Regions from separate parts of the Pan troglodytes genome. Here region 2 is linked to region 1. The links are chromatin contacts, called in public HiChIP or PLAC-seq maps. All regions are on one chromosome and are shown on one strand. Each heading gives the region's core, a stretch centred on a gene start, on an enhancer-like site or on the middle of the called end of the contact. The rest is flanking DNA. Distances are from core to core; before and after follow the strand shown. Region 1 holds the start of TSPAN31 (tetraspanin 31). Region 2 holds the start of B4GALNT1 (beta-1,4-N-acetyl-galactosaminyltransferase 1).

Evidence for each region. HiChIP or PLAC-seq counts read pairs in DNA pulled down with a chosen protein or histone mark.
Region 2: an H3K4me3 HiChIP or PLAC-seq map of stem cell-derived excitatory neurons shows a contact between it and region 1, with 2.3 times the contacts expected there. The contact joins the promoter of B4GALNT1 here to the promoter of TSPAN31 in region 1. A contact is called at or near these places in 1 of 7 Hi-C or Micro-C datasets (induced pluripotent stem cells) and 1 of 1 datasets of contacts at active chromatin or transcription factors (stem cell-derived excitatory neurons).

Annotation. Positions count from the first base shown.
Region 1 is chr10:38,289,002-38,296,913 of NHGRI_mPanTro3-v2.0_pri, reverse strand. It overlaps TSPAN31 (tetraspanin 31), which reads left to right and starts at 2,733. Exons shown (of 6, transcript XM_009425033.5): 1 at 2,733-2,815. AGAP2 (ArfGAP with GTPase domain, ankyrin repeat and PH domain 2) reads right to left here and starts at 6,862. Exons shown (of 18, transcript XM_054664193.2): 1 at 6,524-6,862; 2 at 1-41. The coding sequence starts at 6,683.
Region 2 is chr10:38,396,432-38,404,343 of NHGRI_mPanTro3-v2.0_pri, reverse strand. B4GALNT1 (beta-1,4-N-acetyl-galactosaminyltransferase 1) reads right to left here and starts at 5,224. Exons shown (of 11, transcript XM_063785523.1): 1 at 4,786-5,224; 2 at 3,938-4,156; 3 at 3,223-3,387; 4 at 3,002-3,108; 5 at 2,500-2,540; 6 at 2,174-2,354; 7 at 1,070-1,168; 8 at 735-925; 9 at 144-419. The coding sequence starts at 4,155.

The DNA.
Region 1 (7,912 bases), core at 1,484-3,983:
GGAGCGGCTCAAAGTCCATTCCTGGCTATTGATCACAGCCTCTGTAACGGGAGAAGGGCAGTAAGAGGGGAGGCTCCTGGCTCAGAAGGACCCCCAACACTGAGCCACCCCTCCTCCCTCTGCAGCTTTCCAACCCCCCCCCAACCCTGCCTGCACTGGAGAGGTGTGTGCAACAGACAGGTTTGAGGGTGGTCCCCAGGCCTCCCATCCCAGCCACTCTCCCCCAGCTGTTGCTGCCGCTCAGTGGTTGCTTAGCAACGGAGCTAGCAAGACAAAAATACTTCAGTTGGCATCTCCCTTAAAGCACATCCCCAAACGCGGGTCCCGGCCCCAGACAGGGAGACCAGGGCTCTGACAGTGGCAGGTTCTTCCCTCTGGAAAAAGAATAGAAGAGGAGCTCCTCCCTAACCCACTGGTTCCCAGGGCAGACCCTGGGAGGAGGTGCTGAAACACAGAAGAGAGTGTGTCTTCCCCAACCTCCATTCCACAGGAGAGAAACTGAGGTGAGGGGTTTCCCTCCCCTTCTTCAAGGTCAACGGCACTGTAGCCCTGGACTCCTCCCCACAGCCCAAGGGAAAGAGCTAGGATTTTCCTATGCCTCCATCTCCCACACCCTCCCCACAAACGCCCTCCAAAAGAACTGTGGGGAAGGGCTCCATCGCCTGGCCGAGAGAAGCCACAGGCCCGGGGGAAAGGATGCTCCTTCCGCCAGCCAGGTCCAGCCCCCGCGCCTGACACCGGCCGGACGTTCCCGGGGCGCCGCAGCTGCGGCGGGAACTCTGGGATCCGGAGCCATCTGCTCCCACCCGCTCCGGAGCCAAACCCCGGGGGCCGCCTCCGCTCCCGGACCCGCCTCCTCTCCCGGGAGTGTGAGCCGAACCAAGAGTCTCCTGCCTATCTCCTCCAGTAGGAAAATAGTAATAATAATAGACACCCTGCCCCCGTAAAAAACACTACCTTCCCCGTACCGCCTCCCAAGTCTCCCGGGGTACGGATTGCCTTTGCAGCAGTTCCGCCCCACCTGACTCACTCCAGGGTCAGCCCCGGGTGGGTTTCAATGCGGCTCTGGGGAGGGGGTGGGCAGTGGGGGAAGTGAGGCTTCCTATCCGCCCCCTCTCACTTCACATTTAAGTATTCTGCACGTTCCAGCCCCCGCGGACTCGCGTACCGCCCAATCCGCCTTCACCGCACGAAAAACATCACTAGCCTGCTCTCAGCCCAGGGGACGACTAGTCCCTGGCGAGAAGCTGCCTGCAAGGTCACTGTCATGCCACCTGCCCCAAGTGCTCAGGGGAAACTGAGGCTTCCTCATCCCCTTCACCTTCAACGTCGCTCTAAACACGGCAAAGCCCCGTTTCCATGCTCCCAGAGTTCAGCTGAGGCTGGAAGTGGGGTCCTGGGCTTCTCTGGGAGCAATTTTCTAGTCACTCTGATCAAGGACATTATTTTCCCAGAAAGCTCTGAGGCTGAGTCCCTCTGAAATCAAGTCCTTTCTCCTGTCGCACAATGCAGCTACTCGCTCCGCTTCAGGACTCCTATTCTTTGCCCCAATCCTTGGCAGAGGAGTGAGCTTGGTTCATCCGCCCACCCCAGAGAAAAGCTTCCCTAGTTTCCTGGACCTCGCTCCTCCACCCCAAGCTGAGCATTCCAGGTACCCTTCCCTCCCTGTTCTCAAGCCCTGACTCAACTCACTAGGGGAAGCGCGGAGCTCGGCGCCCAGCAGCTCCCTGGACCCGCTGCCAGAAGACAGGCTGGGGGGTCCGGGAAGGGGCCCGGAGCCAGGAGGCCCTCCTGTGCTCTTGGTGAAGATGCCGCTGATAAACTTGAGCATCTTGCGGTCACGAGTGGATGCTCGGCCCCCCTCCCGGCCCCGTTTCAGCCCCGGAGCTGGAGGCTCCAGAGTGATTGGAGGTGCAGGCCCGGGGGGCTGCGCGGAAGCAGCGGTGACAGCAGTGGCTGGACTCGGAGTTGGTGGGAGGGTTAGCGGAGGAGGAGAGCCGGCAGGCGGTCCCGGATGCAAGTCACTGTTGTCCAAGGTCTTACTCTTGCCTTTCCGAGGGGACAACTTCCCTCGGGCTCCAGCCCCAGCCCCGACCCCACCAGAGGTCGAAGCTGTAGCGCCCCCTCCCCCGGCGGCGGCAGCGGTGGCGGCGGCAGAGACCGAAGCTCCAGTCCCAGCGCTGCTCTTTGACCCCTTGACCCTGGGCTTGCCCTCGCTTTCGGGCCATGACAGGCGGCTACCCGCGCCCTTGCCCCCGCCGGCTTTGGCTCCACTCGTGGTCACGGTCTTGCAAGGCTTGGGAGCCGGCGGAGGAGGCGCCACCTTGAGCCTCCGGCTGCCAGTGCCAGGGTGCGGAGAGGATGAGCCAGGGATGCCGCCGCCCGCCCGGCCTTCGGGCTCCGGGCCGCCCCAGCTCGGGCTGCTGAGTAGGGGGCGCCGGGAGGAGGTGGGGGCGCCCCCAGGCTTGGGGTCGGGGCTCAGTCCCCCGGAGAGCGGGGGTCCCGGAGGGACGGCCCAGAGGGAGAGGCGGCGGCCGGGAGCGGGGGAGACTGGGCGGGCCGGACTGGCCGGAGCCGGGGACAGGGCTGGGGGCTCCGCGCCCCCGGTGCCCGCGCTGCTCGTGCTGATCCACAGCGCATCCTGCCGGTGGAAGAGACGTTCGTGCCGCTTCTTGCCCGGCTCCTCCGCGCCTCGGGGGCTGCCAGGATCCCCAGTCTCGGAGCCTCTGGCACCGGCGGCGCCGGCCGCGGCCGCAGACGGAGAAGGCGGCGGCGGAGGCACCGACTCGAGCTTAACCAGGGTCAGCGAGATGAGGTAGGTCGTTGTCCGGCGCTGAAGCGCGCCCGCGCCCCGGCTCATGGGGCCCGGAGACCCCCGAGCTGGGGAGGGGAGGGGACTCCCCCGGACTGCCTCAGGGGGGCCCGGCCATGGGGCCGCCCTGCTCGCTGCCCCCAGCCCCCGGACCCCGCTGAGCCCCCGGCCCGGCTCCGCTGTCGCCGCCGCCTCCGCCGCCTCCGCTTGCGCCCCCCTCCCATCACATGGGGCGCCCCCTCCCCATGCTCCCCGCCCTGCGCCCCCACCCTCTTGGAGCCCCGGGACCTTGGTGCTGCTCCAGGGAGGCGCGCCGGACCGTCCACCCCGGCCTGGGTGGGGGCGCTGAGATGGGTGGGGGAGGGAGGGGAGGACAGTAGTGGGGGCAAATGGGGGAGAGAGAGGAAAAGGGAGCAGAAAAGGGGAGCGGAGGCTAGGGGAAACGAACCTGTGCGGGGGAGGCAGGGGCGGGGAATTGGGACTCAAGGGACAGGAGCCGCGGATGCGGTCGGAAAGAGGGTCTAGAGGAGGGTGGGAAGCTAGTGGGGCTGGCCGTGCGGGGGATTCGCAGGGGCGCGGGGAGGATGCTGGGGATGGAGATACAGGAGGCGGCGGGGGAGGAAAGAGGGAACGGGAGGTGGGTGGGAACCCACGGGTCTGGGGTCTGGGAGGGGAGGGGCGTGAGATCCGGGCGAAGAGTCCGGGGGCCTCGCCTGGGCTCGGCTTGGTCCGGATGCGCGCTGTGTCCGGGCGCTCCCCTCACATTGAGGAGGAGGCGGCCCCCAGGCCCCCCCACCCTATCTCCCCCCCACCTTTTCTCCACCAGCACCGATGTCTGCGAGGGCGGTGCAAAATCCAGGGCTGGATTTCTCTCCCAAATCCTGGGCTGGATTTCCTGGGACTTGGACTCACCTCCTCCAACAACCTAGCCCCCTCCTCTCGCGCACCAAGGTTAGGAAGCGCGATTGTGAGGTATGGCATTTAGGGATAAGGGTGAAAATCGATCTATTGGGTGGACAGGGGCCGCGGTAAACAGAGCAAACCCAGGGTCACTGCCAATTCTGGGGAAGATGAAGTGGGAAAGTGGGGGCCCTGAAATCCCTTCCCCCAGGATCTCTTGTCTCCCCCAGGTACCTGGAAGGTTCCCGTTCTCATGACCCAGCTCCCTTTCCCACTCACACCACCACATTTAATACTTTGACGAGGCCAAGACTTGAGCTCGACTGTCCCAAAGTGAACTTGGAAAATGTTCCCCAGGGATGGGGACAAACATGGAACTTAGCAGGGTAGGAGAGAAGGGAGAGATCTGAGTGCTGGAGGAGCCCAGGCCACAGGGTAAGTCAAAGGCTCCAGCTCTAGGAGGAGGGAGAAGGATGTGTCTTAGACTGATACCCCCCCATGCCAAAATGCATCCAGTCTCCATAGCAACCGTAGCTCCAAGAGTGCCTCAGAAACAGCGGGCAGAAGCAGAGAGGAATCCGTGTGTATGGTGGGTAGGGGACCAACCGGGGGATGCTGAATTAGTGGAGGCACTGCCCTGACACCTGGTTACCCACAGGTGGAGGATTTCACTCCCCAAGTATAAGGACCCTTCAGTTGAGGCAGTGAGAGCCGACCTCTTCAGGGTTCCCTTTCAGTCTCCTGAGGTTTGCTGAGTGGGATTCTTTCAGAAGATTAAAGAGGAGGCAGGCAGAGTGAATGGAAACCGTCTGCTCCGTGTCCCCCACCCCTCTAGGGGTCTTGGAGTTCAAGGCTCTCTATCCTCCAGCCAGGTGAGAATCCTGAAGTGGTTAGGCCAAAGTGGAAAAGAGGTTGAGACCCCTTGGGGGTGGGGTAAGATGGGCGAAAGAAGGTCTCTCTGCAGCCTTGGAGACCCCTTCCCGGGACTTGGGGAGTCACAGCAGTCCCCTGATTTGGCGTCCCACCCTCCTGACGCAGCTGAGACTATAATAAGTGCTGCCGTGGGCGGCTCTTGGAGGCAGGAGCCCGCAGCGTGCTTGGCCTGGTGGGGGGCTGAGGGTGGGGGGGCTGAGCCAGGATGCCAGGAGCCCTTTGTTCTCCCAGAGGCCTGTATCCAATCCCTCCAATGTTCTGTCCTGGGACTCAGCAGTTTCTCCCTCCCTCCCTACAGAACCAGGATGACACCATCCCCAGGACAGGAGACCCTTCAGTAGTGTTTTTTGATGGAGAGGGTGAAGGAGAATTGTTGGCTCTGGCTTAAACTTCCCTCCTTTGATGGCCTCGGTTTTCCTTTATGTTCAATGGGAACAGAATACTAATTCTTAGAGAAGGAGTAAAACAAATCACTTATGAGGAGTGAAGCCTTCTCAGGGATTTCCACCTCCACCCCTCCTCACCCTCCTCCCTCTCCAGAGCTAAGCACAGCTTTTCTGCCTGGCCTAAACCGCTCTTCTCCTTTATTATTATTATCATTATTATTTTTGAGAGGGGTGGGGCTTAGAGTTTCTCCCTAGGAGGCCCCATGGCCCACTCCCCCTTGGTCTGCCTTTCCAAACACTAAGGCTGTCAGGGGAAGTTTCAGGTGTAGTTCCTGGCAAAGGGTGTGGGACAGGAGGTGAGAGGGGCACTAGCCTCCGAAGAACAATGGGAAGGGGATCATCAGACTGTCCCACTAGGCATCCAAAGCAAGCTGTTCCTTCCCCAAGTTATACTCTGGTGTACCAGCAGAGAGGTCTGGCAGGAGGTGTCCTTGAGGGAAAGAATGATCTCTTGACCACCACCCAGGTAGGCAGGTAACAATGGAGAAGACTGAAATGGCTGGAAGAGATCAGGATATGATGGAGGAAGTGTTTCCACCAGATACCTTTCATGAGCAAAGAAGGCTGCTTTTGTTAGCTCTTTGCTGCATCAGAGGTGAATGGAATGACAGCGAGCTGGAACAACCTCCAGTTCCACCAGTTCCTCAGTGGTAGGGCCTTGTGGATGGAGAGAAGCTGTTCCTGCCAGGGCTCCACCACAGGACTGAAGCCTGGGGTGGGCAGGAGGATGTGGCGGATGGTGTTGCCATGGCAGCATTTCCTCCCTGTGTTGTCATCACTTGCTCTAATGGCACTAAGGAGGTAGAGCGGAAGGTGTGTGGGGGGAAGACAGGAACAGGAGCAAGGGGAGGAGAGGGGACCAAGAAGAGTTCTGGGGACCTATCTGCACTTTGGCTCTGCAGAGCATGGTGTGTGAGAGTTAGTATGCGCTTGGGAGCCTGAGATTCTCTGCATGGTGTACTTCAATGTGCATGCGTGTGTGTGTGTGTATGTGTGTGCATGTGTTTCTCTCTACAGCTGGAGAACAAGAGGTCACTGATCCTTTGTGGGTCCTGGGAATGAACTCATTATCCAGTCCCAGAACCTGCTGCCCCAGACTGCTTCCTGCTCTGGACTCCCCAGGCAGGGAACAAGTCTACCATGAGTCTGTCACAGCCTGTCTTCCCCATGCTCACACATTTCTTCATTGCCAAGAAGGTCAGCTCAACAGGGACCTGTATTTTGATCTCCTGGGAGAAGGATCAGAGCAGGGAAAGAGAAAGAATGATACCTCCCATGTCTTTTTCCATCCTCCCTAAATGTATTCTTTCCCAGAGTCCCATCTTGGGGACTAGGAAGTAGCTGACTGGGAAGTGATATATGATACAGCTAACCCTTCTATGCACCTGCTAGTCCCCGATACACCCAAGTTGAAGGCTGACCTTTCTCTTACCTCGAATGCTGTCCAATGAGGCCTGGATGCTGTCCTGGAGTTCGGGGTCGTCCACCCTCTCTGCCAGCTTCCTGAGGCGGTTTAGAGCCTGCTTGGCCACCTCATGTCGTCTGACTTCTGCTCTCACTGCAGCTACAACGAACTGCCTCTGGGCATGCATGTTGCCCAGACCTGTCTTGCCAGGCTAACAACCACCTCTGGCCCTGAGGCCCATGGCCCTACAGCCCCCAAACCTCAGAAGGCCCCTTCTGCTGTGCCCAGAACTCCCCGCCCCTGCCCGCCCTTCCGTCTGTCGACCTCACTTCCTGACTGGTGAGTTTCAAACCCACAGCCTGGGACAGCACTACCTCCTGCACCTCCCACCCCCTCTAGTGTTGGCCCATCAACCCTGCCAGCCAGTCCCTGCTATGATTTCCCAGCCAGGTGGATGGAGAAATCTTAACAGTGTCCCAGGGCCTCCTGTGGGAGGTGGCTAATTAAGATGGGTGTTGGTTCTGGGAGAATATGGCAAGCTAGGTCCGAGGTGCAATCCTAAACTCTTGATGACCTGCGGATTTCAAACTCTCACAGGAATTCATGCACATTTGGTCTGTTACCCTCACAGCCCTGCATTCTAGTATACACTTGTACCCATTGCCCTCTCTACACATCCCAATGAGCCCTGTATCCTTATGTCTTACAATGTAACCCTTTTTCAGGCAGCTACCCACTGAGGCCACCTCCTGTTTAAAAGGGCCAAGTGAGGCCAGGCGTGGTGGCTCATGCCTGTAATCCCAGCACCTTGGGAGGCTGAGGCAGGAGAATCACTTGAACCCAGGAGGTGGAGGTTGCAGTGAGCCAAGATCACGCCACTGCACTCCAGCCTGGGTGACTAAGCGAAACTCCATGTCAAAAATAAATAAAATAAATAAATAGGCCAAGTGATTATGGGGAAAATCAGTTATGAAGGAGGAAAGTAACCTATAAAAAGACAAAAACTACCATGTTCCGTGTCCAATCGCTTTCATAATAATTAACATGACTATAACACTTAATAGTTTACAACATACTTTCATATAATCCTCATGACAGCCCTGAGGAGTAGGATTATTTATCCCTATTTGCATAAAAGGAAACTAAGGCTCAGAGAAGCCATTAAGAGGTGAAACAAAGACATGGATTTAGGTCTTCTGATTTTATTTTTACATTTTTATTTTTATTTTTTACCAAGCACATAAAGCCCAGATTGGTTATAATTTTGATACCCTTTTCACTACACCACACAACCAAAATGCTTGTCAACCAGTTCCCCTTCTAATATCATTGTCTTGCCCTTGATTTAGGACCTCAAAGAAAAGAAGGTAGATGAGGAACTGAAGGAGACAATGAAGATGGTACTTGGGGTAGGAA
Region 2 (7,912 bases), core at 3,975-6,474, 100 kb before region 1:
CAGGACCCAGACAGTTCCCAGGCCCCACTTCGTGGTTCTCTCTTTGTCCTAGGGCTGGCCGTTCCTGGCCGCAGGGCCCCCGCTGTGGCCTTAGCCTGTTCAAGGCCCTTCTCCACCCCCACATCCTGCAGCCCCTGCCCTACCAGGTCCAGCGGCGTCCGCTCCAGCACGTCCACAAGCCTCTCCAGCCGCGTCCGCGCCGTGAAGACGAAGTCGTCGTCCACCCACAGCACGTACTTGGTGGTTACTTGGGACACGGCCAGGTTCCGGCCTGCGAACCAGCCCTGGCAGAAAGGTGTGTGTGGTTGGGGAGGCTGCAGAAATAGGACATGGCCCTCTGCCACCTTTCTTTCTCTCCCCCGACCCTTCTCAGCTTGTATTCTTCTCCAGACTTTTGAGTGCTTTCGAAAGGCCAGGAGCTAGGTAAAAGAAATGCAGATCCCCACAGAGGTTCCAAGTCAGTGGTCTTAGAATCCGTTTAATTTCCGTGTGCATTTATTTATTCATTCATCAGCTATTTTATTGAATGCCATTAGGCACTAAGCACCATTCTAAGAATTCAGAGAGAATTTCCTGCTCCCACGAAGCTTACATTCCAGGAATCCTCATGCTTAACAGGCACCCCATGATTCTGAGGCAGGTGGTCCTCGAATCACTACCCTGGAGGCTGCAGATTGAGGGCACACCCCCTGCGGGAGTCCTCTGGCCTGCCGTTCAGCCTGCTAGCTGCACACCTTGCCGAAGGGCATGAGATAGTGTTCCACGTAGGGGCCACTAACGCGCTCTGGCTTGTCGCTGTCGTCAGCGATGACCACGGTAACCGTTGGGTAGAAGCGGCGGATACTGGTGATGAGAGCCCGTAGCCGATCATAACGGAGGAAGGTCTTGGTGGCAATCGTGACTAGAGCACTGATGTTGTACTGGGCTGAGATTGGGGGCACAGGGTTGGGTGCAGACAAGGAGGGTTGGGAGAGGGGAACAGGTAGATATCCCCTCCCCGGACTGCCCTCTCCCAACTTGCTCCCCACCAAGGCTGGTTCTAATATGTCCCTGCCCCTACCAGCCTCACCTCCCTGGGGTAGAGACCCAGGTGGGTACAGCCGAGGGTTGGGCGGGTGTCTTATGCGGATAGTGAAAGCAGCCTCATGTCCCTCGGTGGAGAACCGGACTGGGAAGAAAGGACATGGCATTTGACCCTGAAGGGTGGGATAACATTCTGTTTTCAGCCAATCAATATTTAAGTGCCTACTCTGTGTCCCACCTTTCTAGGCCTTGGTGGACAAGAACAGAAGGTTCTTACCTTCATGGAACTTACATTCTAATGGGTAGGAGAAAAAACAACAAAGAAAATTTTAAGTAAAAGCTAACCTTTATTGAGCACTTACTATGTGCCAGACCCGTTAAAAAATTACCTTAAATATATGCACTCATTTTATCCTCATGATAGCCCTATTAAGTAGATTCCTACAACAGAAAAAAAAGCTGAGACACAGAAAAGTAACTTGCCACATTTACACAACTATTAAGCAACAAAACTGATAGCAACCTAGTCAGTCTGGTGCCAGGCTAAGTAAATTAAAAAATTCAGATACTGGTAAGTATTGAGTGGAAAATAAGACAAACAAGTAATGTGATAGTGAAGAGGAGGCATTTGAACTGAGATCTAAATGACAAGAAGAAGCCAGTCTGCAAAAATCTGGGGAAGAGCATTCCAGGCTGAGAAAATAGAAAGTGCAAAGGCCTTAAGGTCGAAGCAAACTTAGTGCAACAAACCAGCTTTGGGGAGAAGCAAAGAGGGCTTTTAGGCCTCTTTTGCTGGAAGAGAAATGGGATCTCAGGAAAGTAAAGACCTTTGCCCTCTAGTAAGGGGTGGGTTGGGAATATAGTCTTCTAACTCCTTAGACAAGTCTCTTCCTGGGGCCCCCCACAGTTGGCCTAAAGGGGAGACACACCCAAGGCTCGGGTTTCCCTCTGGCCTGCTCCAGCCCCAGATGAACAAAGGCCCCCTTTCTCCCTCTGGCCCTGCTGGTCCAGTTGAAGCACCCATTGTGTGGCTGGACAGCTCTGGCCATAGCCCAGATGCCTCCCATGCCCTCTGCCATTTGCCCACTCCAGCCTTTCTGGTTCTTCTCTGTTTGCCCAGCCTGCCCCTCTCTCCACCCAGGCCTCGCACCTGTGTCTGCTGTGTTGGTCTGGTAGCTTCGGCTGCTGTAAGTGACCAGTTGTAGTTGCCTGTTGAGTTGGTCCAGCCCTGGGCTGACAAGGGTGAGATCTGCCTGACCCTCTCCAGTGAGAGTAACTCCAGTCACTTCCCCTGCCACGTCCCAGGTGCCTAGGGAGGCAGTCAGGTTCACCTAGGAGGGGATTGGAGAGTGCAGGGTTAGGCCCCAGACCCACTTCTTGCCTCCCTGATTCGCCCATCCTTCCCTTAGTAGCCCTGCCTCCCTCCCAGCATTCTTGATGCCTACTTGGCCTCCTTACCATCTTGTTTTCTCTCACCTGGTATACCTCCTGACCAGAAGCTGCCTGAAGGCTCAGCCCTAGGAGAAAGGAGTGGGGGGATCAGAATCACATAGGCAGCCCTGAATTCTTTCTCATTTTCTCTCCCTGCTGTCACCACACACAATAGAGAACTTTCCACCTATTCTTCTTATTGAGGCCTCAGCAGGGCACACTGTATAACATAGCCTACAGTGACTGATTTTTGAGCCCGTCCCATCAAAGCTTGCCCTATGGCCTGCCCTGACCACCACTTAACCAATGGTTAGTCAGCAAAGAATAGATTATTTCCCCCAAAACTCCCCAGTTACAGTCTTCTGAAATTCCTAGAGTCCCTTCTGTCCTCACTTCCCACCTCCTAAGCCCCCTTTTGAGCTTAAGTCCCCCATTCATCAGAGGTTCCCACCTCCCATTCCAATCATCTCCCATTCTTCCCCACCCAACCTTGGGCTCTGCCACCCCCACTGTGGCTGAGGTCATCCTCTGGGACCCTCCTCCCTACCTGGCACCAAGATGCTCCTGAGGGGCTGAACTTCCACACCCTGTAGGGGGTACTGGAGCGGGGAGTTGGCAGGGGCTATGAGCAGCTGGTCAGCTGGGGACTGGCTCCTGGCAGTGGAGGAAGGAGAGGACAGAGCAGAGTCGGGGGGGAGAGGGTCTCTCCCTCCCGGCACAATCACTGCTCTCCCCCTGTGGAGTCATGCGCTTCTTTCAAGCTGGTACCTCGACAGAAAGGCCTGGAACTCCTGCTCTCTTGTGGCAGAGGCAGCCCTCAGCTCTGCAGGGTCAAAGGCCTTGGTGAGGTCAATAGCTCGGACTTGTTTCTGGAAGGGGAGGGGGAGGCCCCCCCCACTGGACTCACAACTGCAGTTGTTCCAAGCCAGCAGCCTGAAGGGGGTAGGTAGTGAGGGTCATCAGAGCCCAGCTACACAGCTCCATTCATCCCATAAACACTGACACAGCACCCCACACCTTGGCCCTGCAATTCTGTCTGTCTAGGCTCTGTCCCCTTAAATGCTGCCCTTCAAATAGTCCTCGGGAGGGGGACCAAGGATCGGATGACCCATCCCCTAAATCTGGATTTTAGAGTTGTAGGATAGGGCCAATCACCAGGATTTCAGGAGCTGCCTACCCACCAACCAGGACCCCACCTGGAGCCTCTTCTCATACCTGAATCAGGACCTCAGGGAGTCTTTCAGGGCCCTCCCTTGACTGCACAACCTCCCACGCCCATCCCCATCCTTATCCCCATGGCAAGGTTCAGGGAGAACAGATTTTCCCCAGCCCAAGCCTCAGCAGCCTCCCACTTCCACCTCCCACTTCACTCCACACAGCCCGTTAGGAGAATGCAGGCATCTGAGCCCAGCAGTGGAGGAAACAAAAGCCCCCAGACCACCCCCAGCGAGCGCTGCGCTGCGCCGCCGCGGTCGGCACTCACCCCACTACTTGCTCCTTGATCCTGACCGGGATGTGTGCGTAGCGGGGCTCAGGAGCAAGATCTGGCAGCTCGGGCCTGCGGGGGCTTTGCGGGGGCGCCCACGGCGCAAGAGGTACCCGGAGGCCGGGCGCGTCCCGGGTGCTCGCGTACAGGAGCCCCAGCGAGGCGCAGGCGAGCAGAAGGACCAGAGCGCACAGGGCCCGGCGGCCCAGCCACATCCTAGGTGGGGGTAGGATGGGGAGTGAGAAAGGGAGGGAAGAAGGGAGGGCAAGGGATGGGGCCCTTGGCCCCCGCGTCCTCAGAGGCTCCTGCCGGCTCCCAAGAGCGCTCTCCACTCCACACATCGCGCTAGGGTTTGCACTGCCAGCCGCGGTTTTCCCAGTACCCCTCCCCTCACTTCCCAGGCCCCAGGGTCTCCCGGCCTCCTTTCTTCTCGCCCTCTCCTGCATCTCGGTTTCCTCTCACACCCGAGGCCTGGCATCTTAATGCTGAAGACATTTGGATGCCGCGGTTTCGACGCGGCCGTGCGTGAGCGGAAAAGCCCCGCTCTATCAGGGCAGTGGCAGTCCCCAAGCCCGCCGCCCGCCCTGGCCGGCGCGCCCCCGACTCCTCAGTCCGAGCATCGCCTGGGCCGGGGTGGGCTGCGGAGGGCGGCTCCACACCTAGCCTGTCAGGAAAAAATGCAGAATCACGCCCGTGCTGGCGGGCGCCCCCGGCGGAGGTGACCCGATGAGTGGCCTCGGGAAGCGGCGCGGGGGACAGGGTGGACCGGGAAGCGCGCCTCCTCCCGCCTCCTCCTCCTCCCCTCACCAACCAATCCCACCCGCCCCCCACCCCCGGGCACTGACCTGTCTAACGCTCTAAGGCAGCGGCAAAATTTCGGTCCGGGCTGTGCCGGGCTCTCGCCCCGGCCTGAGGGTCCTCATGGGGCTGGGGGCTGCCCGATGGGGGAGCTGGGCATGAGCCTGAGGGTGTGGGGGACCCTCCTGCCTCTGGAGCGCGCCCGATCCCTCCCGTCTTGGAACTCCCGGGGCTTTTGTGGAGCGCGGCGCGGTGGTGGTTCTGGGCGTTTCCTGCCCGGGGGCGGTTGGCGGGGCGCGACGACCAAGTTAAGAGTCTGTTGCACCCCAGCCCCGGGGCAAAGCCGGGGATCCCTGGCTCCGCGTCCCACTGGCAGCGCGGGGAGGGCTCTGGCCGCCGCCCGGCTCTTCGCACCGCAGCGCAGCGCGGCTCAGCTCCCGGCTCGTTGCGGCTGCTTCGGCTCCGCGCGGGGAATGCGAGCGCCCCGGCGCCTTCTAGTGGGCGCGGAGGAAACTGCGGGGGCGCGGAGCAAACGCGGGAAGGTCCTCGCTCACAGCCCCCAGTCCTTAGCCTCCAAACACTGGCATCTCAATCGCCTGCTCCCACGACATCCATTCCGTTGCCTGCTCGTTCTGAGCTTGTAGGCAAGGATGGGCAAATAAGGGCTTTGGGAGGAGGTAGGGCGGAAGCGCGCTAAAACTCAAGTCAAGTTTGAATGTTAGGGTGAAGATAAAGGAAACAACCCCTGGAAAATAAACGCTCTGCCTGGCTAACAAAGAATGAGGCACAGCCTCCCTCTCCCCCTCCTCCCCGCCCTGCCCCCCATTATTTAACAGACACTCAAGAGATACACACTGGGTAATTGAAGGCCCTATTTCCCCGAACTGCCGCTTGGTGCAACCTTGCAGGAGGAAGGGAACCCCAGAGAGGCCAGATTGGCGGTAGTTCTGCTTGCAAGCCTTAGGTCATAGCCTGATACCTCACATTGCCGAGAATCGGAGTTCTGTGGCTCCATGGTTCTAATAAAAGATGCATCAAGATTCAATAGGAAAAAAAGATATAACAAGAAATATAGAACATAACGAAAATATGTGTGTGTGTGTGTGTGTGTGGTGGATTATTGAATGAATGAATTTTATACAAACAAATGACTAATCAGCTGGGGGGAAAGTGGAATCTCTACCCTTCTTACACCAAAATTCCAAATGTATTAAATATTTTAATATTAAAGGTGAAATCATAAAAGTAGTGAAAGAAATCATGAAACCCGGCGCAGTGGCTCATGCTTGTAATCTCAGCACTTTGGGAGGCTGAGGCGATAGGAGACCAGGAGTTCGAGACCAGCCTGGGCAACATGGTGAGACACCCCCCCCCCCCCGTCTCTACAAAAAATTTAAAAATTAGCCCAGCAAGGTGGCTCACACCTGTAGTCCAACTACTTAGGAGGCTGAAGTGGGAAGATTGCTTGAGCTCGGGAAGTTGAAGCTGCAGTGAGCTAAGATGGTGCCATGGCACTGTAGCCTGGGTGACAGAGCGAGACTCTGTCTCAAAAGAAGAAATCATGGAATTTTTGTTTTGTTTATGATCTTGGAGTAGGGAAGAGATCTCTAAGCCAGATGTAAAGGGAAATATTAATAAATCTGACTATATGAAAAACTTGAGTGAAGAAATTAACATACACTAAATTTGAGAGAGAAATGACAAACTGTGAAAAAATATTTGTAACATATAAGACAGGTATACTTTATCTGGTTGGTGCCCCCAGCGGAGATGACCAGGAATGAATTATGAACCATTGAAAACATAGGAATCCCTGACTCCACACTGATAATACATAGATAATTAATTAATTAATTAAATGAATGAAGGAGAAGGGAGAATGCCAATTAATAAATGTGGAGGGAGCTGATGGAGTTGGAAAATAACTATTTTTTAAAATTTTATTTTATTATTATTATACTTTAAGTTTTAGGGTACATGGGCACAATGTGCAGGTTAGTTACATATGAATACATGTGCCATGCTGGTGTGCTGCACCCATTAACTCGTCATTTAGCATTAGGTATATCTCCTAAAGCTATTCCTCCCCCCTCCCCCCATGACAATAACTATTTTGCAACCATCAATGTAAAAGTTGGTTTGGGCAAGAATTATCAATGAATGCTAATTCTAGGGGGAAAGTTTGACAGAAGCAGCATATGTACATAGCTTAAAGTATCTCCCCATAGTTGGCTTATTCGTTGCAAGAGGAAAAATTGTAACCGCGCAGTGGGAAAACCAGACAGCACCTTGACTTGGTGGCCAAAACTAACATCACCAATGAGGGACAGAAGAATATCATGTGCCTCCAGAAATGCTCCCCAGAGAAAGCATGACATCATTTATGTAGTGATGTGGCTGGGAATACATAACTTGATTTTAAATACAAAGAAACAGACAGACCCCAAGTAAGGAATATTTTCTCTGTATAAAAGAAACAGGCTGGGCACGGTGGCTCATGCCTGTAATCCCAGCATTTTGGAGGCCGAGGTGGGTGGATCACTTGAGGTCAGGAGTTCGAGACCAGTCCGGCCAACATGGTGAAACCCTGTCTCTACCAAAAATACAAAAATTAGACGGGCATAGTGATGAGTGCCTGTAATCCCAGCTACTCTGGAGGCTGAGGCAGGAGAATCGCTTGAACCCTAGAACCCAGAGGTGGACGTTGCAGTGAGCCAGGATCGCACCACTGCACTTCAGCCTGAGTGACAGAGCAAGACTCTGTCACAAGAAAAAAAAAAAAGAAACTTAATACAAAAATTAGCCAGGCATAAGCTGGGCATGGTGGCTCACACCTGTAGTCCCAGCTACTTGGGAGGCTGAGGCATGAGAACCACTTGAACTTGGGAGGCAAAGGTTGCAGGGAGCCAATATTTCGCCACTGCACTCCAGTCTGGGTGACAGAGCAAGACTCTGTCTCAAAAAAAAAAAAAAAAAAAAAGAAAAGAAAAAGAAACTGGCTAGTAGTTTTAAAAAATGTCAGTCATGAAAGACAAAGAATGAGGAACTGCTCCAGATTAAAGGAGACTACAGAGACATGACAACTCAATGCAATATGTGATCCTAGATTAAAAGTGATATAACAGACATTTTGGGGGACTATTTAAAAAATTGGGGCCAGGTGAGGTGGTTCAT